5 separate regions of the Mus musculus genome follow, and all the other regions are linked to region 4. A link is a contact called in public Hi-C and HiChIP or PLAC-seq data. All regions are on one chromosome and are shown on one strand. Each heading gives the region's core, a stretch centred on a gene start, on an enhancer-like site or on the middle of the called end of the contact. The rest is flanking DNA. Distances are from core to core; before and after follow the strand shown. Region 1 has its middle 23 kb from the start of Tbc1d9b. Region 2 holds the start of Cnot6 (CCR4-NOT transcription complex, subunit 6). Region 3 has its middle 5.2 kb from the start of Scgb3a1. Region 4 holds the start of Rasgef1c (RasGEF domain family, member 1C). Region 5 overlaps Tbc1d9b (TBC1 domain family, member 9B).

Evidence for each region. A called contact is a pair of places that touch in the nucleus more often than the background predicts. HiChIP or PLAC-seq counts read pairs in DNA pulled down with a chosen protein or histone mark.
Region 1: a contact with region 4 is called in a Hi-C map of uterus, with 3 times the contacts expected there. The contact joins the enhancer-like site here to the promoter of Rasgef1c in region 4. A contact is called at or near these places in 4 of 39 promoter capture datasets (embryonic stem cells, hippocampal neurons, second pharyngeal arch cranial neural crest and 1 more), 16 of 484 Hi-C or Micro-C datasets (CD4 T cells, CD8 T cells, the G1E-ER4 cell line and 10 more), 2 of 115 datasets of contacts at active chromatin or transcription factors (embryonic stem cells and forebrain) and 1 of 9 other capture datasets (embryonic stem cells).
Region 2: an H3K4me3 HiChIP or PLAC-seq map of embryonic basal ganglia shows a contact between it and region 4, with 2.5 times the contacts expected there. The contact joins the promoter of Cnot6 here to the promoter of Rasgef1c in region 4. A contact is called at or near these places in 11 of 39 promoter capture datasets (the HPC-7 cell line, cranial neural crest, embryonic stem cells and 8 more), 1 of 484 Hi-C or Micro-C datasets (embryonic stem cells), 7 of 115 datasets of contacts at active chromatin or transcription factors (craniofacial prominence, embryonic basal ganglia, embryonic forebrain and 4 more) and 4 of 9 other capture datasets (adipose tissue, liver, macrophages and 1 more).
Region 3: an H3K4me3 HiChIP or PLAC-seq map of embryonic stem cells shows a contact between it and region 4, with 7 times the contacts expected there. The contact joins the enhancer-like site here to the promoter of Rasgef1c in region 4. A contact is called at or near these places in 3 of 484 Hi-C or Micro-C datasets (the N1E-115 cell line and embryonic stem cells), 9 of 115 datasets of contacts at active chromatin or transcription factors (bone marrow-derived macrophages, double positive thymocytes, embryonic stem cells and 2 more) and 4 of 9 other capture datasets (adipose tissue, embryonic stem cells, liver and 1 more).
Region 5: a contact with region 4 is called in an H3K27ac HiChIP or PLAC-seq map of microglia, with 4 times the contacts expected there. The contact joins the enhancer-like site here to the promoter of Rasgef1c in region 4. A contact is called at or near these places in 3 of 115 datasets of contacts at active chromatin or transcription factors (embryonic forebrain, embryonic stem cells and microglia) and 2 of 9 other capture datasets (embryonic stem cells and liver).

The regions. Positions count from the first base shown.
Region 1 is chr11:50,106,386-50,111,168 of GRCm38.p6, forward strand. It overlaps a transcript of Rnf130 not described here. Among named protein-coding and RNA genes, the nearest start is that of Tbc1d9b, 23 kb to the right of the region's middle. Within about 2 kb of position 2,701, at least 81 of the 459 cell types and tissues checked have an H3K27ac peak or open chromatin away from gene starts, as enhancers often do. A contact at or near this core is called in CD8 T cells, the G1E-ER4 cell line, hematopoietic stem and progenitor cells and 1 more, where this site is marked.
Region 2 is chr11:49,711,372-49,716,282 of GRCm38.p6, forward strand. It overlaps Cnot6 (CCR4-NOT transcription complex, subunit 6), which reads right to left and starts at 1,351. Exons shown (of 12, transcript NM_212484.2): 1 at 983-1,351. It overlaps Gm36411 (a long non-coding RNA gene), which reads left to right and starts at 2,101. Exons shown (of 4, transcript XR_879826.3): 1 at 2,101-3,350; 2 at 4,179-4,304.
Region 3 is chr11:49,655,785-49,661,013 of GRCm38.p6, forward strand. No RefSeq gene overlaps it. Among named protein-coding and RNA genes, the nearest start is that of Scgb3a1, 5.2 kb to the right of the region's middle. Within about 2 kb of position 3,582, at least 48 of the 459 cell types and tissues checked have an H3K27ac peak or open chromatin away from gene starts, as enhancers often do. A contact at or near this core is called in double positive thymocytes, embryonic stem cells and liver, where this site is marked.
Region 4 is chr11:49,899,884-49,905,120 of GRCm38.p6, forward strand. Rasgef1c (RasGEF domain family, member 1C) reads left to right here and starts at 1,952. Exons shown (of 14, transcript NM_029004.1): 1 at 1,952-2,084.
Region 5 is chr11:50,153,197-50,158,461 of GRCm38.p6, forward strand. It overlaps Tbc1d9b (TBC1 domain family, member 9B), which reads left to right. Exons shown (of 22, transcript NM_001290760.1): 11 at 1,890-2,007; 12 at 3,549-3,834; 13 at 5,221-5,265. Among named protein-coding and RNA genes, the nearest start is that of Mrnip, 19 kb to the right of the region's middle. Within about 2 kb of position 2,780, at least 40 of the 459 cell types and tissues checked have an H3K27ac peak or open chromatin away from gene starts, as enhancers often do. A contact at or near this core is called in microglia, where this site is marked.

The sequences.
Region 1 (4,783 bases), core at 1,451-3,950, 210 kb after region 4:
CTAGGAAGTTTCGGGTTTCTCTAGTGTGCTCCTGCACTTGTTAGGGTTCCTGCAATTGTTGGGGCTCACTTGCTCACCCCTCAACCTCTCATCCTCTCTCATGGCTCTGGTGGTCCTGGCACTGTGAACTTGACCAGGCTGAACCCACACCTGCCGCCTCCAAATGCTCCACTACAGATGTGCACCACCTGCCACACACAGCTGGCTGTTTTCCTCTCTAAAGTGAAAGATTAGGTTATTGATCTGAGGTCTTTGGGGAGTTTTTGGTATTTTGGGGGTTTTGTTGTTGTTTTATCTGGGAACAGTCTGTATGTGCCAGGCTGGACTGGAACTCATAAGCTCAGTGAACCTTACACTCAGTATCCTCAGTAGGCAGGTTTTGCATGCTTGGCTTCTTTTTAAAGTATAGGTGCTTATAGCCAAAAGTCTCCCTCTGAGTTCTGTCTCTTCTAGCCATACTTCTTTCTATTTACTGATTTCTTCTTCCCCCTGTGATTTCTTCAACACACTGATTATTTGGCAGTTATAGTCTTTAAACCCTATGTATTTATAGATTTTTTTTCCCAGTCTGTTACAAATTTCCAATTTTGTTTTAAATTCTTCCAGATACCTTGGTTGGTTGGTTGAAATAGGTGGAGAGCTTTCGTGCCTTTTACCCTGTTTACTGTACCAAAGCTTCATTACTAGCCCATCAGTCGCAGAGGGCGCTCAGCGCGCACCTGGGAGGATGCTGCTGTTGCTAGGCACAGTGCTGTGTGAGTGTCTGCTGTGTCGAATTGGTTAATGTGTTCAGTTCTCTTTTCCTTGCTTCTCTTCTGTCCCTTCTGCCCGTCATAGACTGTGAGCACTGACTCTTCACCGACTGTTGTTAAAATCCTCTGCTTCTCCCTATGTGTAGGTTTTACACACATAGGCTTGCATATTGGGTCATGCCATGCACATGGAATCAGAGAAATGTTTAAGCCACAGTTTGCTCTTTGCATTCCTACACACTGAGCTTCACTGGTTGGGGACCCTTAGTGGCACAGCTGTCAGCTGACCTTTGATAGCTTCCTCAGTATAGTTTGGTGAATTAGTAGCATGGTCCCTGCCACCTCATCTTATTCCAGTGGAATCAAAGTGATTCTGCCTCCGCTGTTCCCTCTCATTTGTGATCAGCTGTTGCTTTCAAAATAGTCATCAGAAAATGGAGGAACTCAAACAGCAGTGTTGCTGTTTCTGCTTGTTTAATGTAGCTCCTCTCTCCACAGAGTCTCCGTCTTTAGCATCACATACTGCTTCTCTAAAAATTAGTACTATTAAATATTTTTGCAAGAAATAAAGCATAATTTTTGGCAAGAACTAAAAGATAAAAAGGAATAAAGTTATAGGTTACGACTGGAAGTGTAGGTCATCAGTAACTGAGATAAGAATGTGGTATTTTGTATCTTAGATATTTAACTGTTTTCGTGTTCTAATTGTGATCTCAGTAACCAAGAAAGTGTGTGTGTGTGTGTGTGTGTGTGTGTGTGTGTTGTGTATTAAAATGTGTTTTTTGTTCCTTTGGGCCCAATACAGAATTAGCATCAAAATAAAATTGTTTATTTTTTATTAGTCAGGATATGCATAGTTAATATATAAAATTGAATAATTTTTTCACGTAGTATTTTAAAACTTAGAATGTGACCATGTTTAGGCTGATGTGGGTATTTCAGCTCTAAATCCTTGGGGAAGAACATACAGTTGTTTTCACTTTAGGGTTTTGTTTTTTGTTTTTTAAACCAAAAATAAATGTTTTAAAGACTACTTTGTGTCACAGAAGCTCTGGCATCAGTGGATTCAGAGTTGGGAGGTGTGTCTAAAGAGGAACTTGCAGAGTCTCCTGGTCCTGTGTCAGGCCAAAGGCAGCTGCAGCCACTAAGCCTGAGCAAGCCTCATTTCCCTTTGGCCAGCAACTTTCGAGCTTTAGACTTTTTAAATAGCAGAGAAAAGATTCCCAAGTGCCCTTCCCTGTTTTCCTTTGCAGTTGTTTGGTTTTACTATAGTAAATTCCTTATCCAGAGTTTAAGAATTGGACTTAACAGCAGCAGACAACTCAGAAACTGAGCCTTGACTGCCTTCTCACTCGCTCTGCTTATGTTGGGTGTGAATGTGCTGCAGCCCGGCTTGGGTCGGGGACAAGCAGCAGAAGCCTGTGGCACTAGGTTCCTGTCCAGGCAAAGTAAACTGAGCCTGCACCATCTCAGCGTTTTCCCTGCGCCACAGCTAAAGCTGGCCTGTGACCCAGTGTCCACTTTATGTTGATTTGATCTGCATTAGAATGTGCAGCAGGCAAGCATGAGACCCTGCCTGACTCACTGAGCTTCCTGCAGCCCCAGACTCCTCACCAATGTATATAGGCTACTGTAGCAGCATATAGGACTTGGGAGATTTGAAAAATTGTGTTAGTGAAGGTGCCTGGCTCAGTAGTTTCTGCAGATTTCCTTCCTTTATTTAAAAAAAAAAAAAAAAAAAAAAAAGCTGATCCTGCAAAGCCTTTCCTGGTATTGAAAAGGGGAAAGCCTTGTCAGGCATATTCAGCCTAAGAAAGTCTCTGGGCCACTAAGGTCTAACAGCTCATCTTCATTTCCTTCCTGTTCACAAAGTGAACACTGGGTAGGCCGAGCTGTGTTCACCACGAAGGTACAAAAGGTCACTCTATCGGGGAGAACTCACAGCCAATGCTTAGAATCTTAGAAAGGCTCACTCTTGCCTCCCACTGCTTTATATGAGGAAAGCTTTCTGTGGAAATCCGTGCTGCTTTTCTCCCCCGAGCAGGAACCACGAAGCCTAAGACACAGTGACGCAACAGCCTTCTGACTTACGATCATGAACCTTCTGTCACCTGACCTGGAAGTAGGGCCTGGACCAGTATCCAAGCCTTTAAAAAAAATGAGAATCAGCAGATATTGAACATTACTTTGTCTTTTAAAAGAAGATTCAAGATAATAGATTTGTAAACAACTGTTGAGTCTCAGAACACAGGTTTCCATAGTGAAGAGTTTGGGGGCTGTTTTTGTTGTTTTGAGCCAAGGCCTCCGGTAGTCCAAGTTAGCCTCAACTTTCGCATGTAGACAAGGGTGAGCTTGACCTCTTAAACTCCTTGTCCACTTCCTCCCAGGGATGGTGCTCAAACCCAGGGCTCCATGCATGCTAGTTCAGCACTTAGCAACAGATTGCGCTCCCCAGCCTTTCCTAACTAATTCTTAAGTTTTGTCAAATCTGAGTTATTTAGAGGGCTTATTGAATACCACTGAGCACAAGACTGTCTGCCTTCACTTTGCAATGTTTTTTTTTTTTTTAGTTTCATCAAAAGACGATAACAATGTTTGCATCTGCTTCATCTAACGACCCTGGAAAGCTGTTGAAATGCAATTAAATTTTGATTGTCTCAGAAGGTTACTAGGTCACTAGACTTACAGTGTAGAAACAGTTTTGGCTTAGGCTGAGTTAGGCACAGTGGGGTAGGCAACCAGCATTTGGGAAGCTGTGGTAGGAGGATCCTGGCTATATAGTGAAACCTCATCAAAAACAAATATTTACACATAAGGAAAATAATAACAAATGGAAAATCCAAGAGGAAATAGATAACAGAGAGGGTAATAGTGTGTAATTCTAAGTGATGATTAAAATACTAAAAATGTCTTACCACTTGTATGGTGCCCTTTTTATGGTAGACATCTGTGACCATGAGTCTAGAAAGGCTAGAAGCCAGTGCTCTAGGCCTTTCTCTCAAGAGCATCAAACTGAATTCAAGGAACTATAGACTGTCATGAATGGAGGACAAACGCACAGCCGAGTCAATCAAGCCCAAAGGCATTTCTTTAAAAAAGAAAATGAAATTAACGTCATTTCCTGATCAAGGAGACACCAACACCCAATACTAAGAATGAAGACATATCATGAATGCACACGTCAGAAACTGCAAAGAAACACAGGAGAAATGGTGAGATCCGGAGTTCTAGGGAGGGAGACGGAGAGCTGTTTGATGGCTTTAGAGCTCCAGGCTTGCAGACTGGAAAAGTCCTGGAAACTTCCTTCACCATGAAACATACATAAAAGTGCTCAAGATGTACAAACAGGTTTCTCAATGATAACGACACCAAATTCTGTTAGTACTTTGTACCGTGATTTTTTAACAGTAGCTGTGGGGGCTGGAGCAGCAGCTTACAGCACTGGCTATTCATCCTGAGGACCCGAGTTCAGTTCCCAGCAGCCATGTTAGGTGCCTCACAACTGCCTGGAACTCCAACTTCAGGAAGTCCAGTGGCCTCTCCGGCTTCTTTGGGCATCTGCACTTAATGTGGCATACTCTAATACGGACCCAAACGCATTAATAAAAATAAAACTTTTTTAAAGTAATGATAAAAATAACTGGAATTTTGTCAATAAATTCTGAAGATTAAATGTTGATCAATGTCTTTCGATTTAAAATTGATATGAGAAATAGGAAATTAAGTTCACCAACATCTAAATAATACATTGGACCCTTAAGTTAAAATCATTCTTCAAAGAAACCCCTAAGGTCAGAGTGGCTCTCAACCTTCCTAATGCTGCCACACTTCACTACAGCTCTCCACGCTGTGACCCCAACCATAGAATTGCTCCTTCCTAACTGCAATTGTGCCACTGTTAAGAATTGTAAATGTCTGTGTTTCCCAATGGCTTCTACTGGGGAGCTCTTTGTGATATTTAAGGGAGAGTAGGAAAGGGAAAAGCTTCCCAAGTATTTCTGTGATCCACATAGCATCAGGGCCAGTTGACC
Region 2 (4,911 bases), core at 101-2,600, 190 kb before region 4:
TGAAAATTTCTAGTGTGGGAAAGACAGTGCTATTACACACCGAATTGTTTTTTCATTTATTCTCCAAAGTTAAAATTCCAAGCAGAGGCAGAGAAGAATTTAGACCTAGTAGTCAATCAGGCAATCTACCTGTAAAACAGGTTTACCTGTACTCAAATTCTAGCAGATTATTTAAACACAGTAACAAGATGGCCTGTGCACAATGTTGTCACTTGCAGAAACAGTTAAAAGTAAAGAATTACAGTTGCTTATGAGCAGTCTCTGAAGACCGTTGTCAGGGTAGAAAGAGTCAAGGCGGGGGGGGGGGGGGGGGGGAAGGGGGGGTCACCAAAGTAAATAACCACTGTCTTTGAAACTAGGTTAAACTAGGGAAATTTTCTTCCAGAAATTAGTACTTGAGTCCTGAGTCCAATAATCTCTTCAGCTGATAATCACTTCTTTGGCCACGTAATCCGCCCCGCCCCTACCAATATCTGCGTTAAACGGACTTTAAAATACTTTAGGAGAAAAAGGGTGAGCATTAAGTCAATCCACGGAGTGCCAAGTTCCACGCCGCACAGTGCACACCCCCCCCCCCCCAGCACAGCCACTTCTCCAAAGTTGCCACCGGTTTGTCCCTAGTCCCGGCACCCCAGCTCCTCTCTTGAGGTGCGTGACCGGCCGGAGGCGGGGGTCCGAGAAGCCAGGGTTCACGCCACCGCCCTCTGTACGCCACCGCACTGCCGTCAATCAACACTCCCACCCCCCACCCCCAACCCAGGCCGAGCCCCGGGACTCCGCGCGGGGGGCGCGGCCAGGGGACCGACGGGATGGCGATCGCTGTGTGTGAAGGAGGGGGACGGACAGACGTCACTCCGAGAACTCCTAAGTTGTGCGCGAGTGCGCGCTCGGGGTCCCCGCCGGGGCGCGACCCCTGGGGGGGGATGGGGGAGCGCAGGCAGCAGAGCCTCGGCGGGACGTCGCTCGGGCCCGTCGCGCTCACCTCTCGAGCTGCGCCGCCTTCCTCCGCCGCTGCCGCCGCCTCCTCCCGATGAGTGCAGCGGGGTCTGCCCTGTGGAACCACCATACCAGTCCCGCCCGCTGCTGCAGCGCCTCCGCCGCCGCTCTTTGTTCCCCCTCCTCGGCCGCCGCTCCTCAGCCGCCCGCCTCGGCCGCCCCGGACCCCACGAGCCGCCGCTACGCTCTGCCGCCCTCTCGGACCCCGGCCTCGCCCTCCTCGCCGCGCCGGCCGCCGCCTTCGCCTCCGCGCCGTCGACGCCGCCGCCACCGACGCCGACGCCTCCTCTTCCGCGCCCCCCTCGTTTTCATTGAAAGCAAACAAGCATCATGGCGGCGGCCGCCGTCCCCCTCCCACCCCAGCCAGCGAACGCCCCGCTCACCGCCGCCTCTCCAACATCCCGGCTTCTCATTGGCTGACGCTGCTGGGCGCGACTATCCCGCGTCGTGCGGGGGTGGACTCTTGGCAGCCCGACGCTTTAGCCCCGTCCGCGTTCCCCCCGGTCTCGGAGCAGTGAGCCGGCCCGGCGCGCTCCTGCCCGCCCTCCCAGCCTCTCTTCCCGCTCTCTCTGCGCCTTTCCTTCTCCGCGCCTTCTGTCTCCTCCTCTCCTAAAGCTGTTTCTCCGCGGTTTAGTTGCTCTTTTTCTTTCTCGTCCACTTTTATCTCCACTTTACCCTTGATTTTTTTTTCCTCCTCTTGATTCATTTTGCTTTTTCCTTGGCCTGTCAATCACTTGGGAGCACAGATTAAATTCTCAGACGTTTAACCCTATCCAGTGTCTTGATCTTCCGAGAAAGAAAACTTACACTCTTCAATAGTCAACTAATTGTTCCTGCCCTAACTATGCAGGAAAAAAATAATTAATAGGCAGGGTTTGTTTGTTTTTTAAATTATGGGGTCCTAATTTAAGTAACGAACTATAGCTGCATTCGAGGGCTAACATAGTCTACTCAGGACATGTGGTTTCAGGTAAACCGGAAAAGGAATGGGCTGATTAATGATACTTACATCAGGAAAAAGTACTTGGCTGGTATTCAGGACACAGGGATTAATCAAGCTCCACCTTGTCGAGTCAGCGTCATGGTGTACGGGCAAGAGTAACGCCCAACAGGCTTCAAATACACTGGCGATATAGACTGACAGGAATTGTGTGAAGGAAAATAGCTACCCCGACCTCCGTGGCAGATCAGCCCAGAACTGAGCGTGAAATGGCTTCCAGGAACTAACAAGAAAAAAAAAAATGCCTCTCAAGGAAGCCCATCTTTCGTTCCAGGATGTGGGACTTGCATGGCTGTTGCCTAAGGCAGAAGAGAACTAGGCGAGCAAAGCAGCGAGGGACAAAAGCCTTTCCAAGAACCAGATGTTCTGTTCAAGGCAGTTTGTGTTTGCCTGGCCCCAGCATTGCCTTGAGATCATCATTGCCTGCTATTTGCCAGGATAGCAGTGTCAGTCTAAGCTTCTAGTGCCATGAGACGCTGGAAAAGTTAAGGCAATGGAGACACCCATCATACACGAGGAAATGACAGGCGCAGACGAGCTACCTGAAGATACTCTTAAGCCCTGACCTACTCAGGCTGTTCAGTGCCTATTTCACACAAAGGGTACAACTAGGCGGAGGGGCCAGGGGTGTAGACATCCTGCTGGCCTGTTCCCTTTCCAGTGCTGTGCCCTGGGAACCTGTGCTCCAGCCTAGAGAAGAGGGTTTCTTTGTGTAATTCATCTTCCCAAGGGCAGCTGCACTTTTTGACAGTGACTGTATGCCTCCAGAGGAGCCTAGTTGTGTAACAAAAACCTTAGCCTCATTAAGCAACAACTCCATTATAATCCTGGAATCAGATGCTTAGGTAGACAGTTCTACTCGTCCCACTTGTGTCCTTTCATGCCAGTGCCTCACAGAGGTGGAAGAATGTTGGATATCTGGCACCTCTGTGTCCCTTAATAACGCTCTTCCATCGATGGTGAGAGTGCTTCCTTATGGCTTTGTGGACCGTCTCCTCCATCTGGAGGTCATTCTGACCCACAATCAGGGCAGCTCAGGAATCTAAAGAGGAGGGAGCAGAAGCCCTCAAGTCTTCGAAAGCATCCCTCTTTGTCTGTATTCCATCCACCAAGCAAGCACAAGCCCGGTGTGGATTTGAGAGAGGAGGCAAGCCAGGGAGCAGTTGTACGCGCACGGCCTGATGGACTTACTCAGCGCCATTGAGATAGACTCGCCCTGCAAAGACTGGGGTCCCCAGGAATGCATGGTATTGTTCAAACTGATTACAGTGACAAAAACGTAATGAAGGCTGCCTGATCAAGCCAATCCTGACAGACTCAACTGCCAAGGAACCAGAATGCTTTATTATAGAAGGTTCGTGTTTTTTCTAGTGGGTAAGCAAAGGGGAAGATAAGCCGTAACAAGAGAGCCAAAAATATGGACCCAGGGTAGGTATTCAATTCTGACAATTTGGCATGTCCTCTGAAAGGTGGAGGCTTAGTGTCCAAGGGCCATCGCTGACACGCTGATACAGTCCCTTATCACCGTGTACTAAGGACAGTAATATAGAATCTGGTATTATAAACTTACAGGTCTCCATCGATCTTCTTCACATTATTTATTATCTCTAGTTCTAGCATATTAGACTTCATTCGATTCAAAATTCAGTTCAAACAGCTTTAAGGAAAAAGAAAGGGAATTAGTTGACTCAAATAGCTTTGAAGGCCAGGAAAAGTATACCCTTCAGGTGTGGCTTGCTTTGGGGACTAATGACATGCTAAGATCTAGTCTCATCCATGGTGACTACATCATGAGAAGCCATATTGAATCAAAGTAAATGTCACCTTCTATAGAGTTTAAGACCAGCAAGAAAATGAGACCTTGTCCTGGGCCGGACTTTCATTTCCATTCCTGAACTAAATACCATCTTCAGGAGAATTTCGTGCTCTGGTCAGGAGGAAATCTAGCCCACACCCCATGTAACTGGGCTAGATTCAGGAGAAATGGAGGGAATAGGGGGTGGGGGCAGCGGGGGATAGAGATGAGATGAGATGATGCTGTTGGGAAAGAGAAACAGAAGTGGAATGGCAGGAAGACACAGAAGCCTAAGGTATATTCTCTCTTGGGTCACCTACATTCACAGACCCCCTGCTAGCCTCTTCTCTTCTCAAGATGTCTGATTTGTCCTGGTTTCACTCCCAGCAGGTAGAATTGAGAGAAGATGCCTGGAAACCTTATAAACCAGAAAACAGGACTTCTGCTCTGAGCTCAACATGCTCCCTTGCAGACTCACCTTAGAGGATCAACCAGAACGGGACGAGACAGCAGGTTTGTTTCTGCTTTGACCTATGCATCATGGTTTCAAAGAATTAAGCTAATTTTCCATTGCTATACAAAAATCACTAGGGACTTGAAGGGCACCTCAGGTGTTTAGCACTTGTACATTATACACAAGGCTCTGGCTTGGATCCTCACTAGAAATAAATAAAAAGAATGGTTAGTTATAAATGGGGGGGGGGGGGTTGTAACTTAAAAAGCAGGAAAGCATGAAGAAGGAAGTGTGCCTCCCACTGGTTCCTACCTCAGCCACACCCCTAAAAGCTGAGCATTTGGATTTTGGGTAAACCTCAAGCTTAATTGTCAGATCAAAGTACTCACTCCCAAGCTGAGAAGGACTGAGATGCTCTAAGGTCTAAGGGTTCCACACCCTGAGGTTTAATACATGTGCTGAGAATGTCTTGAAACAAGGCGAGTTTTAAAGGTATGTCAATCACATTCCAAACAACATGCCCAGCACTTTTTTTGTTTCACTACCAGATACCATTTCAGGCTAGGAAACCTGTAGATTTATGGCAGTGGGTGCATCCGGACGGGGCAGGGTGGGGAGAGGATGGCTCAATGGGAACGAGCCCTTCCTTGTGCAAGCATGAAGACA
Region 3 (5,229 bases), core at 2,332-4,831, 240 kb before region 4:
GACAAAGGACAAATGTGAAAAACAGGACCAGAGAGATAGCTGGAAAAGGCAAGGTCCTGTTGACCCCAATTGAGCTTGGATAGAGCTCTGACTGAAGGAAGAACCTTCCATGGGCTTCAGTCACTGCTTACCACAGGGTCAACATTCTGCCTCCTTCAGCAATGCCCCGAACCCCCTTCCCCCGCCCCCAGCAAGAATCATGCTGACCATATTGTGCCACCGTCTCCGCTGTAGGGACCTTTGTAGGACGCCTTGGGAGAGAGGAAAAATGAAGTGCTTGAGAGAACCAGATCAATATTGACCAAAGTGAAGGCCTTCACATAAGTGCTAACAAGACACATTGGAGACTCTGCTGGGAACCCCAGGGCCCAGATGGCTGAGCTATGAGGAAGGAGGAAGGAGGCCACTGAGGAGAGCACAGCACATCTGTGTACCTGGTGGGTGAGCCAGAGATTCCGGAAGAGCTCTGCAGCCCTCTCTTCTCTGGCCCTGTTAGTGGCCCCAGATTTACAGATGGATCCTGGCTTCTTCCCCAAGCCACTTACACTTGTTAAACAAAGTCCAGGGCCCTGCTGCTATGGCCTCATCTTAGCTGTCAGTTGAGCCTGGATGTTCCTACCTGACCTTGAGGTGACTACTTAGGCAAGAAAGAGATAGAAGGACACACCCCTTGGCCATGCAATCAGCATGGCACAGGACATCCCTAGGAAGGAAGCCATATTGGTGGGAAGAAAGATGATCTGAGAGCAGAAGTCTCCATGGGACCCGTAGGAAGGACCCAGACAGCTCAGTAGAGCTGGTCTTGATGGCATGGGCACAGGGGAGCTGGCCCTGGTGCATAGTCCCAGCACAGCAGGTGTGCTGACCAACTCAGCTACCAACCAGGCTCAGATTCAGGCCTTCGAGTTGGCCCACTCCATCTATGAACTGCTGGAGTACAAGAAGGGCCTGGTCCTGCAGACCAAAACTTCAAGATCTCCATGACACAGGGCAACAACAGGCTATCCAAGAGAAGTCCCGGTGAGAATCCAGTATTGAAGGTGTAGCAGAAGCCAGAGGCCTCAAACCAGACGAATGAGCATTTGCAAATAAAGCTGTTTGGAAGAAAGGATATACTGTGTGACATACCATGACAAATTGTGACTTCCACAGCAAGATTTTTTTTTCTTATTTTTTTTATTTTTAATTTTTGTTTTCTTTTGTGGGGGGAGCTTGCAAGATTGGAGGGCAGATATGAAAGAAGGGGGAGATGAGTGGGACTGGGGTGCATGATGTGAAATTCACAAAAAGAAAAGTCAGCAAAAAAAAAAAAATAATAAAAAGTGTTTTTAAAGGAAGAACAAGGGGCCAGGATCTTGGGAAGAAGCTGGGTACTAACTTACCCCAGAGGCTGCCCATCCATCTCTACCTCCTGGTGGGAAAAGAATGGAGAGAGAATGAAAAGAAACTCAACACAGCCCATTTGTAAGCTTCAGCCCTCACGTGCTGTATACAGAGCTGGGAGTGATATATACAAGACCCATCCTACAGCACAAAATAATCACAAAGCAGGCGCTAACCTAACTAGCCCACAGCAAGGCGACACGGCAATGAGCCACGGTGATACTGAAACGGTCATCATGGAACCCCCCACACAACTCCCACAATGTATGACAATTGAGCTGCCGAGTCGGAAGGTCTACATGCTCCGGCAGGGCAAGCATACTGTCACTGAGAGATGGAATTGGGGTTCCTAGTTTGATTAATAATGAACATAGCCTGGGTATGAGAGAGAGAGAGAGAGAGAGAGAGAGAGAGAGAGAGAGAGAGAGAGAGATCCAACGTGGCAAGTCTTCGCGATGGATGTGCTGACTGACAAATATGAAAGGAGAAAAACTAAGAAGAGACCATCTGGGTCCCTCCCCAACCCAGGGGCCCGGGGAGCTGCTCTTCTGGCTGTAAAAGCCTACATACCTAAGCTGCATCTCTACCTGCTCACGACAGCCACATTTTGGGCCCAGGTATATACACATGAAGGACACCAAGCATGGACCAAGGAGACTCTGGAGCCAAGCTGAGAGTTAAGTTGGGCCCTGGGACAGAAATCTCAGCATGGGGAAAGCATGATCGGGCCTCCCAGTCTTTCAAACAGAGGGCCTGTTGATAGTGCAGGCCTCTGTTGTTGGCAACAACCTGCTGTGGGGCCCAGCACAAAGCATCATGCCTGCACAATCTCCCCCGGCGCTTCTTGAAACCAGGAACCATGATGAAGGCCTAAGGAGCTCCCTTCATGGCTCCATCTGCTAAGGGATCCCACTGGCCGGGCAACCAGCTTTGAGGTCCTCATGGTCCTTCCAAGGTTCCAAAGTTGATGTTTGGCCCATGCTCAGAGCCTTCAAAGTCTCTGTTTACATCCAGCACTTCCTGCATTCCCAGAGGATAGGCAAGGCGTGAATGTTTGTTTTGGCCCATAGGATGTCCTGCAAACATGTCCTGGGACAAGCTGACCCTCTTATCTGAAGAAGTGCCAAGCACTTCCTCAGTATCATAGCCAGTCCTGGGCCCCCAGGGAACAGGCATGCAGGAACTGGGTGGGAAAGTCCAGAGTGGATACTGATCACCCGTGTCCATCCCCCTCCCTCCCACATGCCAGGTAGGCTTTGACACCCGCTGGAGACACTCCACTGGCTGAGACAAAACAACACAGATATTGAAGGATAAGATACGTGGTAAAACTAATTGTCAAGTGTTTTGAATGTCACTTTCTATGGAAAGTTGACAGTATAATTAAGTTCATTATTTTGAGGCAAGGCACTTCTCCTGGCTTATCTGGGTCAGCCCTTCAGCCCTAAATGCAATCACATGTGGTCATATAATAGACAAAGAGAATACATGCATGCACGCACACACACACACACACACACACACACACACACACACAAATCTGAGGGCAGAGACAGGCATTAGAAGGATGAATCCAGAGCCAAGGAATGCCAGAAGCTAGAAGCCAGGAATGAACCTTCCCACGGGCTCCTGAGGGAGTGCACCAACGCTTGGGTTTCAACTCAGTGACACTGGACTTCCTGCCTCCAGAAGAGAGAACAAGTAACTGTGTACTGTCTTGAGCTACCAGGGAGGTGTTGACAGCAGCCTCCAGACGCTAGCTCTGAGGCACTGTCTGTCCCTCAATGCAGGCAGATCCCAACTCTCCCCATTGACTGGCACCAACGACGGTCACAAGAAGAGTGTGCGGTGAAGGATTGGGCCTGATGGGCATAAGTCACGACTTGAGTGACCCTCACACAGCTGGAAAAGTGTGGTGAGCTGTGATGGCTTGCATTGCTGTAAGGATGTATTTTGGCAATTGTGTGAAGGCCTGTGGTCACACCGCAGGCTCATGGGAAGCCAGGAAACGGTCGCTCAAACTATTCAATCAGGAAGTAGAAGGGGGGGGGTGGTTGTTGCTGGGAAATTGTGTTTTGTTTTTGCCATTTTTCATCATTGGTGATCAAATCCAGGGCCTTCCTTTTGTGAGACAAGTACTCCACTGGTGTGCTCTACGGTTCAGCCCAGGAAGGCTGGCTTTGTTTTGCTTTGTTCTGTTGTTTTGTTTTACACAGGGTATTGTAATGAAGCCCAGGCATGCAACCCCACATCCTGCTAGCAGGTTGTTTTAAAGACAAAGAATCCCAGGAAGGGTGTACAGGGAGGCCATTGGACAGACAGCAGGAGAGTTCACTAGCCCCTGGGACCCTGTGAACGGCAGGTCTCCACCTTTGTCTTTCGTGATTTTGCCTGAACTTGGCTGTCTCTGGTTCTCAGCCAGCATGGTGAAAAGCAGACCCAAGTTCAGCTGCTAGATGCCCAACTCGACCAGTTAGGTCACTGGAATCCTGCTGGAAGAGAATATGGAGTGCTGAGGAGGACGCATGCATAGTGTTTGTGGGCCTGCAAATGGCATGGCGGTGTGGAAGAGAACGGGGATTACTCAAAATGACAGATGGAATGGTCCAACAACCCCACGTGTAGTTTCAGCAGCCGGTGCTCGTCTGAAGTCTTGATCCTTGAGATTATGGCAGACTCTAGAATCATCTAAGAGGAAAGGACAGGGTGGTGATGTTCAAGGACCAGAAGGAAGGAAGCAGAGGTTGTATTTAATGGGCACAGGCTTTATAAAATGAAGAGTTCTAGAGACAGGGGGGCGATGTGGACGCACACCTTCAAAAGGCATGTAAGGACATTCATAGATAGCTGTGTAATGCAGAATTTCAGAACTATGGTAGTTTTTAAAGTTAGTTTTTAGATTAGCATCCAGAGCAGTTACTGTCTTCATGGTATCTCTATACATATGTATCATTATACATTGCTGTCTCCCTCCTGTACTGAGCCCCCACCTTCTGGCCCTCCAGCTGTTTCCCCTTTGCCCAGTCATGCTCCCCTCTGCTTTATTTCCTTGCTCTATGACTCCGTGCACCACCTCTCTTATGATATCTCCCTTCCTGCCATGATTGCTTTGTAGTTTTTTTCTGAAAACTAACACACACACACACACACCCATAAACATACATACACATGCACACACCCATAAACATACACACACACACACCGCCTCCCCCCCCCCCACACACACACACCAGAACATAGTTCTACATCTAGGATCCGCGAAAGGGAGAAAGCACGGCTATTTGTATGCTTATTTCCCTTAGCACAGTGATTTCCAGCTGTATCCATTTCCTGAAAATGTGATTTCACCTCTCCATGGCTGCATAAAATTGGCAAGGACTTTTTACTTTTCTTTTTCTTTAACTTTTTTTCTCGTTTTTCTTCCTATTTTACAATTTTACTTCTTCCATAATTTTTTTCCTCCACTAACATTTCCTTTTTTTAGTAACAGTTTTTTTCGTTAACTTCAGTTTTCCACTTATCTACATTTTGGTGCCTTTCCTTGACACAGCCAAATGGTAACATCGTTTTTAATTCTGTAAAGTGTACGACTGTGTCTGGCCTATTCTTACTGTGGTTGCTGTTACCAGTGCTTCCTCTTTGGGCAGTACTGGGGATGGAATTCTCCAGAGAAGCTAGTCACTGAGGCCCTCCCAGCAACTGGACATTATCCATCGAGACGTATGCACAAATCTCAACACAGAAACATAAGAAACATGGTGTGTGTGTTTGGTGGGGGGGGGGGGCGGAAATAACTTAACTCCTCCAAAAATTAATAGCTTTTCAGTAACTGAGACTCCAAAAATG
Region 4 (5,237 bases), core at 702-3,201:
ATTCATCACATACTGCATACATTTAGCACATGCAGACCCGTACTGCACATATATACACATATGGGCACTCTTGCTTCCTCCTCCTCCCAAGTCTTCACTCATACTCTGTGGGAAGGCAGAATCCTGGTGTGTAAACAATAAGAGATTCTCTCTCTCTCTCTCTCTCTCTCTCTCTCACACACACACACACACACACACACACACACACACCTCCTTGTAGCTGACTGTAGCGTGACTTTCTCCTAGTGCTCTGTCTGCCCTTGTAGTAACGTTGGAGGGCTTTCATCAGACCCAAGAACGGACAGTTTATGGGCTCTGCTGATAAAGTGCATTGGCTGGAGCCCAAAGTTCTGTCGTCTTTGTTCTTGCATTTTATTGGTGATCCTGTTCGGCCACCTTGCAGGCTGTCAGGCTTCCCTGAGTCACCTGATGCATTTATGCCAAGGCTGAGACAGAATGCCGCTGAGGACCTGCACAGGGTGTCTATGGCCACTGAAACCCAAGGGTCTCCTTCTTTTACCCCAAGGACCCAATTCCAGACTGCACTCACTAGCTGTCTTCAGGACTTTCCCAAGATTTCCTTTGGCCACACAGTCTCACCACCTTCTGGGAAAGGGTGCCTCAGCAAACCTCACAACTACTACCTACCCAACAGCCACCCCTGGGAAATTTCCCCCTCACCCCTCACCAACCCAGAATCTCCCACTCCTCTCAAGTTCTCCTGTCCTGTATCACTAAGCCCTGTGGCTTTTCCTTTCTTGTATCTGCACCATTCACTGACCCTGTCTAGGGTCTGTGCTTCTCAGCTCTCCTCTGCCTGCCCCCTCTACACTGGTTCATGCTGCTTGCTTCTCCCTCTTATGCCCTCTCAGTGACAACCTTGTGGGATGAACTTTTGTGGTCCAGACCACTGTGAATGGGAGATGCAATCCAGAAAACCAAGGCAGGGGGCTTCTTAGGAGCCAAGGTAGTTGGGGATGTACCATCTCCTCTTGCTGGGAATGCTTTGGGCAGAACTGGGGCTAATTTGTCCCTAGGGCCACAATCAAGAACACGACCTACCTCTTCCTAGTATTCAGGAGGTTACTCCAGCCCTGCTCCCTTCCACCTTGGCTCCCAGCACTCTCCCCACTGGAGAGTCAAAGACTATGATTTAACTACCCTAGGAATCAACATTGCTTCTCCCCCCCCCATGTTTTAATAACCAATAAACTCCGCTTGAGTGAATTGAGTTGGGTTCCTGCCACAATTCATCAGGAGGTTCTGCCAAAGCAGAAGACAGATGTCCTGACCTCTGCAGTGAGACACGCCTGGATGGAGCCAGGGCAGAAGGTCACCAGGTCCTGTGTTGGCTCCTTCTTTTCACTTAAAATTATGACCGCCCTGCTTTATCTTTCTAGCATCGCAGTGCCTCCAGAGCCATGAAACGCAGCTATGTCCCTCACTATAGGGAGGAGGGTGTGTGCAGTCTTCGCCATTCTTTTGACACTTAGCCTGTGCCAATAGGACTCCAGGACACAGACCACCCAAAGTTCAGTGGCCGTTGTAGGAGAGGCCAGGACTCAGCCTTGAAGCAAGTGTGACCTGGGTTTCGGGATTCCAGAGGCTGGTCCAGAGAAGAGGTATGGCCTGATGGCAGTTTAAGTGCTGGGGGCTCGGGGACCAGGCTTGGGAGAGCACCACAGGAGCAGTTTTAGCACGCGGGACTTCCCTCAAGCGAGGGGAAACGAATCACATTGAGGGTCCCGAGCGCATTCCTGGACATTGGGTCTTGATCCCGGGAGCTGGGAGCAGAGGAGAGGCTTGGACAAGGCGACGGCATGCGGAGTGGACAGGGAGGGCAGCGGGCAGCGTTGCGTTGCGCTGCGCGGACTCGGGCGGCTCCACCCGCGCTTCCCTGTGCGGCCGCGAGGGGGCTCCGCGCTGCTCAGGCCGGGCCAGGCGCACGGGCGGGCTGCGTGCGGGATCGCGGCGGGCTGCGAGCGGGCGAGCAGGCAGCGCCCGGTCCACGGTGCAGCGGCTGCAGCGGGCGCGGCGGGCGCTGCCGATGGGCCGGGCCCGGGCTGCCGGAGCGCCGGGAGCCGGTGAGTAACGCGCGGTCAGGAGACACACCTGCGCTGCGGACAAGGGCGTGCGGGGCGCGGCGAGGTCCGCCCGTGGGGCGCGGCAGCGACGTGGGCGGGGACGGCGGATCGGGCCGCGGGCGGGCACGCGCGGGGCTGACCCGGGGCAAGGTGCGCGCGGGTGACAGTGCGCGTGGCCGGAGCCGCGGCGCGCGTGGCGGAGAGGTGGATGACACTGGGCCGAATGGCGCGGGAGCCCCAATCCGCCCATACACACACACCTCCCTAAGGCGCAGGGCGAGCGCAGGGTCCCGGAGTGGAGGTACCATGCAGTGGCTGGAGGCCAGGGGACTCAGCAAAGGGCACGCCCCCAGCCGCTGGAAGGAGACCACCTCCCTATACCAGCTAGTGGCAGAAAAAAGCCATCCTGGGCCCAGAGTCCCCTCCCACATGAGTCTCAGTTTCCCTGGCTCTGAAACGGGCACAGCGAAGTTGACCTGCGATCTGTATGGGAAGGGTGACACGAACCTTGGCCTTTTGGAAACCAGAGGACCAGTGTGCCCATGAGGATCTGTAGGGTCATGGCATCTGCTGGGACTCCATGTGTGTCCCTCAGGCAGTGGCAGGAAGCAGGCTCAAGGATGAAGACAGAGAAGCCCTGGAGAGAAGTGGGTGCTCTGAACGCCGCTGTCTGCCCAGCAGCTTAGATGGTAAGGTGGTGGGGTCCCTTGCACTCCAACTGACCCCCTCCTGTGGCTGTAGGGCAGGTAAGAGAGGCCAAGAAGGGTCCTGGGAAGACCCACCTGATGCGCAGGGCTGTTTCCACTTCACAGTCAAGTAAACAGACTCAGAGGGATGAGAGGACTTGCTCCCAAGAAGTGACAAAGGTGAGGTTCCAGCTCCTACCCCAGTACTTCAGCCACTTTGTCAGGTGCCGTAAGAATGCTGTGTTCACTGAAAACCTACTGTGTGCAGCCAGCTTCCTATCCTGAACACTGTTCCCACACTGGTGTGAGGGCAAGGGAAAATCTGAAGTCGTTTTAGAAGATCATCTCTATGAGGACAATAAAATGGGGTAATGGGCTGGAGAGACGCAGGTATTGGGACAGAGCCTGGGCCTGGCCAGAGAAGGTACCTGTCCCTGGCTAGAGACCTCTGTGCTGTAAGTCAAAGTTGGAGCCTGGAGCCGGTGGAAAAGGGTTGAACAGGTGCAACATACGGACGATGCGTGGTAAGGGCTTTGAACCGGATACGTCAGCAGAACTTAGGCTTGGATGTTCGTCTGGGCGCAGTAGTCCTCGGAGGTTTGGAGTTTGACTTGTAGAAGGAAAGGTTTAATGGCAGTTGAAGAGCTGTGCAGGAGGCAGAGATGAAGCAGGGTTAGAGTGGCCAGGCAAAGAGAACGCAGACAGGCCTAAGAGATCAGAGGTGTGGAGATATTTGAGAGGGCTGTGCCCATCCACCCCTGGCGGCATAGCCACGTAAAGGCCTTCATCCTGACAAAACCAGAGCCACAAAGAGGCTTATAGCAAGTTGAGGGGCTCAGGTGGAAAGGGAGCCTGGTTTTAATTCAAGTGCTTTCCCACTCTGGTCCAGCAGGGAGCGCGTGAGTGCGGGCTGGGTTGCAGAAGTCCAGTCTGGGTGCTTGGGCTAGGCTCAACTTGTGGAATCTTCTGACTTGTCATCAGGTGTCTCAGAGGGCTGGTCCACCACTCACATTTGTCCTTAACCAAACCTGGAATAGGCCGTTTTCCAAAGAGGCTTTTATTCCTTTAAATGGCAGTTGAGAAGCCTAGAAACCACCATCTAGGTTAGGTGTGCCCATGACTGTCCTGGTGCCGCTGAATCTAGACTTTGTCAGGGAGTCCCAGCCAAATCGCTTTTAAAAACAAACTAAAAATTTATATTTCTGTCTCTCACAGTGAGAACCTGATTCCCAAATCATCAGTTATATTTAATTGTTTGCTAAACACTAGAAGACACACAGATGGTTTCAGAAAGAAACTACGTAAACTACTACCCACCCATAACTGCTACCTAAGGTTTCGGATGCCGTTGGGTGCACACCCAGAGCTTGGTGGGTCGTTTTTCAGTCTGATACAGTTTTGGTTTCATGAGTTTCTAGTTGCATTCAGCCTGGTTTTGCACATCCTTGGTCTTGCAATTTTATTTTTGAATCTGTAAAATATTTTTATGGCTCAAAGGTCACAACTACACAAAAGCTATATTTAGAAGCTATTTAGAAGTACAGCCCATAGACAACTTGTCTGTTTCTTTTTACCAAAGAAGCAATTTATACATTATATTAGTATCTGTTGCATCCCCCTTTGTACTGTGACAAAAATTTTACCTAAAAACTGGCTCTCCCGGTCTATAGAGACCTTTCCAGTTCTTTTTTCACTACCACATATTACTCTACTGTGTGACTGCACTCTAGCTTATTTTATTTGTGTGCTGTGGGTGAACCTCTGATTTTTATTCCAGGCTTTTGACTTTTTTCCCTCCGTCTTTTTAAATTTTTTATTTTTATGTGTGTGTGTGTATGTGTGAGTGTGTGTGTGTGTACTTGTGTGGAGGCCCAAAGATGTGCTGGATTCCTTGAAGTTAGAGTTACAGACACTTGTGAGCTTGTGTTCATCTTTAATTAATTAAAATATTTGCTTATTTTATTCATCTTTAGCCAAAGGGAAGAAAAAGTGTATTCGGGATCCTGGTATGGGGACAGCGGTTGAACAAAAAGCCTTCCCTCGCGTGTTTCTGAGTCTGGCAGGACGCACTGATGCCACTTGATATTTCAAAGGTCTCCTAGCTATTCCGGAGTGTTCATGATATGTGGCGTTGGATCATGTTAGTGTGTTCACAGTGTGCAGGAACGTAAGTGTGTGTGGGTGTGTGGGCCAAAGAGTAACCTTGGGTGTTATTCCGTAGGCACCCTCTGTCTTACTGCTCCTAAGACAAACCTAGAGCTTGCCAGTTAATCTGGGATGTCTGGCATTCGAGCCCCAAGGATCTGCCTTGTCAGTGCCTCCGTGGTACTGAGATGAAAGGTATGTGCCACCCTGCTTTGCTACACGCACACACACATACACTCACACACACATACACATACATACATACATGCATACACTCACACACACACTCACACATACACACACATACATACATACATATACA
Region 5 (5,265 bases), core at 1,530-4,029, 250 kb after region 4:
TTTTAAAGGGGCTGTAGTGGCTTAAGGTTAAAAGTGCTCTGCTCTTCTAGAGGACCCGAGTTCAATTCCCAGCACCCGCATCCGACAGCCTATAACAACAGCTCCAGGACATTTGATGTCTTTGGCCTCCGAAGGCATGGTGCTCGCAAGCCCACCCGCACATGGACACCCACACACATAATCTTTAAACAAGAATGAGATAATGGTGACTGTTCCCCTCAGCCCAGTGCCATATAGTAAGTTGTCATGTGTGTGTTCCTTGTCTGAGACTGGACAGAGCTTTCTATTTCTGTATATATAGTAAAGCATACATAATATAAAATTTATCATTTTATTCTCTCTTAAGTGTGTGGCTCAGTGGCGTTAAGTACATACACAGTGTTAGGTAGCCATCTCCCCACACAAAGGCTGTACTAGCAAACACACACCACTCCTCGGTCCCACTGTCTTACCTCCCCTGTACCGTTCTCCGTCTGTCTCTGGATCTGATCGTTCAGCGTTACCTCAAGTGAGTGTAATCGTACTGAATGAAAGCGGGGACAGGACTGATCCTGTGTGTGGAGGAGGGTGTTTACTATAGACTGGGGGAGAGCACAGCCAGAGGCGTCTGGAAGGGCCCAGCCTGACCTGGGCCAGCAGAATAAGCCTGGCCATGAGAGGAGAGAGCCAGGGAAAACTGAGAAAGGAAGGGGAGAGAGGGAGGAAAGAGAGGAGCTGAGGATGGAGAGACACTGCCGAGCCAAATAGCTGAGGTGGGGTCAGAAGCTGCGGGAAGGGAAGGAAGGGAAGGAAGCCCAGCCCCTGGGCTGCAGAGGTTTAGTGCATGGGTGGGGCGAGAAATGCTGAGAAAAGCCACAGATGCTGAGTGAGACTTGACCCGGGGTCCCCTGAGACCATCATTTATCCTTTTGCATCTGGCTGTTTACCTACTGTCCCCAAGAGCCATCACATTTCAGCAAGAATGTGATTTAAAAATAAAGCAAGCTTTATTTTTAAAGCTGGATGTTATTCCGCTGTAGCTGTATATGATTTCTCTCCCCGGCTCTTGATGGACAGCTGGGTCACTTGACCACTGGACTGTTGCACCTAAGGCTGCTGTGAAGCTCAGTGCATGAGTGTTCAATCTCTGCCTTCAGGCCACTGGCTGCGACCCCAGAGGTCAGATTGCTGCATGGCGGTCTGTGCGCCTTCTAGGACACACGTTCCTCATTCCCACAGCAGCTGCCACCTCTGCTTTGTCACCAGTTGGTCACAAGGGTCCTGTTCCTCTTAACGCTTGCTGGTTTTATACACACAGGAGTGGTAGACTATCTCACTAAGATTTCGATTTACGTTTCTGGTGGCTTTTGACTTTGAATCTAGTAGACTTTTCCTAGCCACGTCAAATGGTTTTCTGTCAGCCTTAGCTTGTATCTGGATTTTAAGGAAACTGGTTTCCTAAAACTTAGTTGTAAGACCAGTGTTCTGCATCACGCTACCAATTCATAGAGGCCAGCAGATTGGCTTGAAATAACTTTTTAAAATAACTTGCCCCCTTTTATGCTTCTCTTTGTTACCAGCTAATGTTGTGTAAACCCTCTTCCCCCGCTGCAGGGCTCTAGCTACACACCCACACATCAACTTGACCCAGCCCACTAAGTGGAAGTGTTGGCTGATGTCTTGTCTCTTTTTTCTTAATGCCTTCTAACCCACTTGACTGAGCTGTCTGTCTGTCTCTGTCTCATTGATTTCTTGCAAATTGGCTTATTGGCAGATTTCCCAGGGTTGGTCAGGGGCTGTTTCTTGGTACTGGGTGCTGGACCTCTCTGAAGGGGCAGGCCATTTTGCTCTGTGGCCAGCAGAGTGAGACAGACACGCTGAGACACACTTGTACTGTCTCTTCCTGGCAGGCAATGAACATCGTGACTTCCGTGCTCCTGCTCTACGGCAGTGAGGAGGAAGCCTTCTGGCTGCTGGTGGCCCTGTGTGAGCGCATGCTGCCCGACTACTACAACACCAGGGTAGTGGGTGAGTGTCCATAGGGATTCAAGGAGCTCAGGAGCTCCACGTGGGTGTGTTTGACCTTCCCCTGGCCACTCCACCCTAGCTTCCCTGCACCTCACAGCCATCATGCAGGCTCCTACCTTACAGACTAGAAGCTAAAAATGGATCTTGCCAGAAATGAGAGAAGCACAGACAACCAGCCCTCTGCCTCCAGGGTCCAGCTCCCACCTAGACCTCGTGAGGTCGTTCCCAGGACGACCGGACTGAGTCAGAGGACATCTCACATTCAGTGGGTTTTAAAAGCCATCTAGAGCCCAAATCTCCATCCATGTTTCCTAGGTCTCTTTGCCTCAGACATTTCAAGTTTCAGAACTAGAGCATGTAGTCTACCCGTGTCCCGGTCAGTGGTCCAGTTCTACTCTCAGGCACTCACATCCAGTAAAATCCATGTCGTCAAAAGGAAATGGCTTACAGACTGTCTCAGCACACCTGTGTTTTAGCTCTCAGCTGTCCTCTGCTGTTTGGTGTCCAGGGTCACCACTCGTGGGGGCCTTCAGCTTTGTATATGTTCAGAGCATTGGGAGAGGGGAGGGAAACCACTGCTTGCTTCTGTTGTTTCTAGGGGGTAAAGTCAACATTTCCTGAAAGTCAGACATCTGTAGCCATAGGCTCTATGTCCATGGATTCAGCCAAGCACTGAACAGAAACGCACAGAAGAAACTCCATCTGTACTGAACACACCCAGACTTGTCCCCTTGTTCTTCTCCAGACAGGATATAATAGCTGCATAGCTTTTCATAGCATTACACCATAGTAGGTATTATGAGTCATCCAGAAGTAACTTAAAGTATACAAGAGTAGGAGGCTGGAGAGGTGGCTCAGTGGTTAAGAGTACTGACTGCTCTTCTGAAGGTCCTGAGGTCAAATCCCAGCAACCACATGGTGGCTTACAACCATCCGTAAGATCTGACTCCATCTTCTGGAGTGTCTGAAGATAGCTACAGTGTGCTTATATATAATAAATAAATAAATCTTTGGGGCTGGTGAGATGGCTCAGTGGGTAAGAGCACCAGACTGCTCTTCCAGAGGTCTGAAGTTCAAATCCCAGCAACCACATGGTGGCTCACAGCCACCCGTAATGAGATCTGATGACCTCTTCTGGTGCGTCTGAAGACAACTACAGTGTACTTTACATATAATTAATTAATTAATTAATTAATAAATCTAAAAAAAAAGTATACAACAGTGTGTGCCTAGGTTCCCTGATGCTACTATATACCCCCTGTGTGTATCCTCATGGATGCCAAGGGACCACTGTATATTGAGCAAGTGTTCCTTTCCACACAATGGTGTGTAAGCTATAGAAAGAATGATTGCAAAGTAATTTGTTTCTTTCTGTTTTCTGCATATGCACACCTCTCAGGGCCTCACTATAAGCTGAGATGGCAGGGTTGAGTTTAGACAGGAACCACATAGTGTTCCTATACCCCAGGCCCTGGGATTCTACAGGGTGTCTGCTCAGGGCCCTGGAGCGGTGCTTGTATTTGGCCTCTTGTCCTCCTCAGGAGCCCTCGTAGACCAGGGCATCTTTGAAGAGCTCACGAGAGATGTCCTGCCCCGGCTCTCAGAGAAGATGCAAGAGCTGGGGGTGATCTCCAGCATCTCGCTGTCCTGGTTCCTGACCCTCTTCCTCAGCGTCATGCCCTTTGAGAGCGCCGTGGTCATTGTCGACTGCTTCTTCTACGAGGGCATCAAGGTGATCCTGCAGGTGGCCCTGGCTGTGCTGGACGCCAACGTGGAGCAGCTGCTGGACTGCAATGACGAGGGCGAGGCCATGACCGTGCTGGGCAGGTGACCATGCTGGGGGCGGCTTCTGCTTCCAGGAAGTTGGCAGAGAGCCCTCCCCTCCCCAGCCCTCAGCCAACATCCTATGCTATGTGCCAAGTACTAGACTAGGTCGAGAGATGAGCCAGGAGCAGGGCACAACTGTCCTGGTGGGATTCAAGATGCTGGAAGCAAAGAGGAGAGCTGGTGGGCCTGAGTGTACTGAGCTGCAGGCTGCCACTCAGCTGTAGTCTCGGAAACTGACCCCGAGCAGTCGTCCAGTGGGTGACACTCATGTTGATGTCAGGGGACAGTGGCACAGCAAGACCTCCAACCTCTAGCCAAGGCAGGGAAGTGCTTGTTTCACAAAGCTGTCCTAGTCATCTCCTCCAAGCTCAGTGCCCATTCCCCGACAGAGCAGACCCATACCAGGCTTGTGGCATGGCTAAAGGAACCTATCACCAAGCTCACACTTCCCCTGGCTTCCTCAAGCTCGTCCCACCCAGGTTCTCCTGGCATCCCTACTGTCTCAGTGCACAGCTAAACCTTTCTGGGCCAGGGCCTGCTTCAGGTGATCATGTGGGTCTCCACTCTAGTCTCTTTCATACCCCACAGGACTCTGGTCAGATCTGACCCTGCCCTCCCCTGGGCATGGGGACATCCCCCCTCTCATGGTTTTCCTCTGCACAAAGGAGCTTTCCAAGTCCCAAACCTGGCTTTCAGCTCACTCCCTACCTCACCCTCTCACTTACCCTGAATTCCTTATAGCCCAACCTGGAACACTGCGCCTGCCTGTTGAGCCAGCCCAGGGCTGTTGGGACCCTGCAGAATTGGCAAGGTTGTGGTCTACCTCCTAGCTAATATGATTCTTGGTCCTCTGATGTTCAAGACACTTAGTTGTGACCATGTTTATACCTCAGTTTCATGTGTATGTCCTACAGTGGGGTAGGCACCTGACCAGGGTGCCAGCTGGGATGGGTTGGAACCAGAAAGCCTCTTCTGCCTTGAGTGTTAGGCACATCCTGGAGAGCCTAGAAGGATAGGAAGGCCTGGTTGACCCACACTAGCCAGCCAAAGCAAGTCCATGTCCACTGGACATGGAGAAACTGTCCACTGAATGATTCTTGGCCCATTTCTTGGTAACCCAGCAGAGAGGAAGCACATTGTCCCTAAACTAGGTAGGCTCTGGAATCCACAGGCCCCTAGAAGATAACCTGACCTTCTCAGAGTTAGTGCTCAGGTGTCAGTGGGCGGCAAGATCTGTTCTCTGCTATTACCCTGATGGGAGCTCCCAGCCTAATAGGGGCCCCAGCGGACACACGACTACCTTCCTATAGGACTCCCAAGCCTGAACTCTGGCCCAGCACTTGGCTGTGGCTGTGGATCCTTTACTGCTGTCCTTTGATCTTGCAGGTACCTGGACAATGTGGTCAACAAGCAGAGCATTTCTCCACCTAT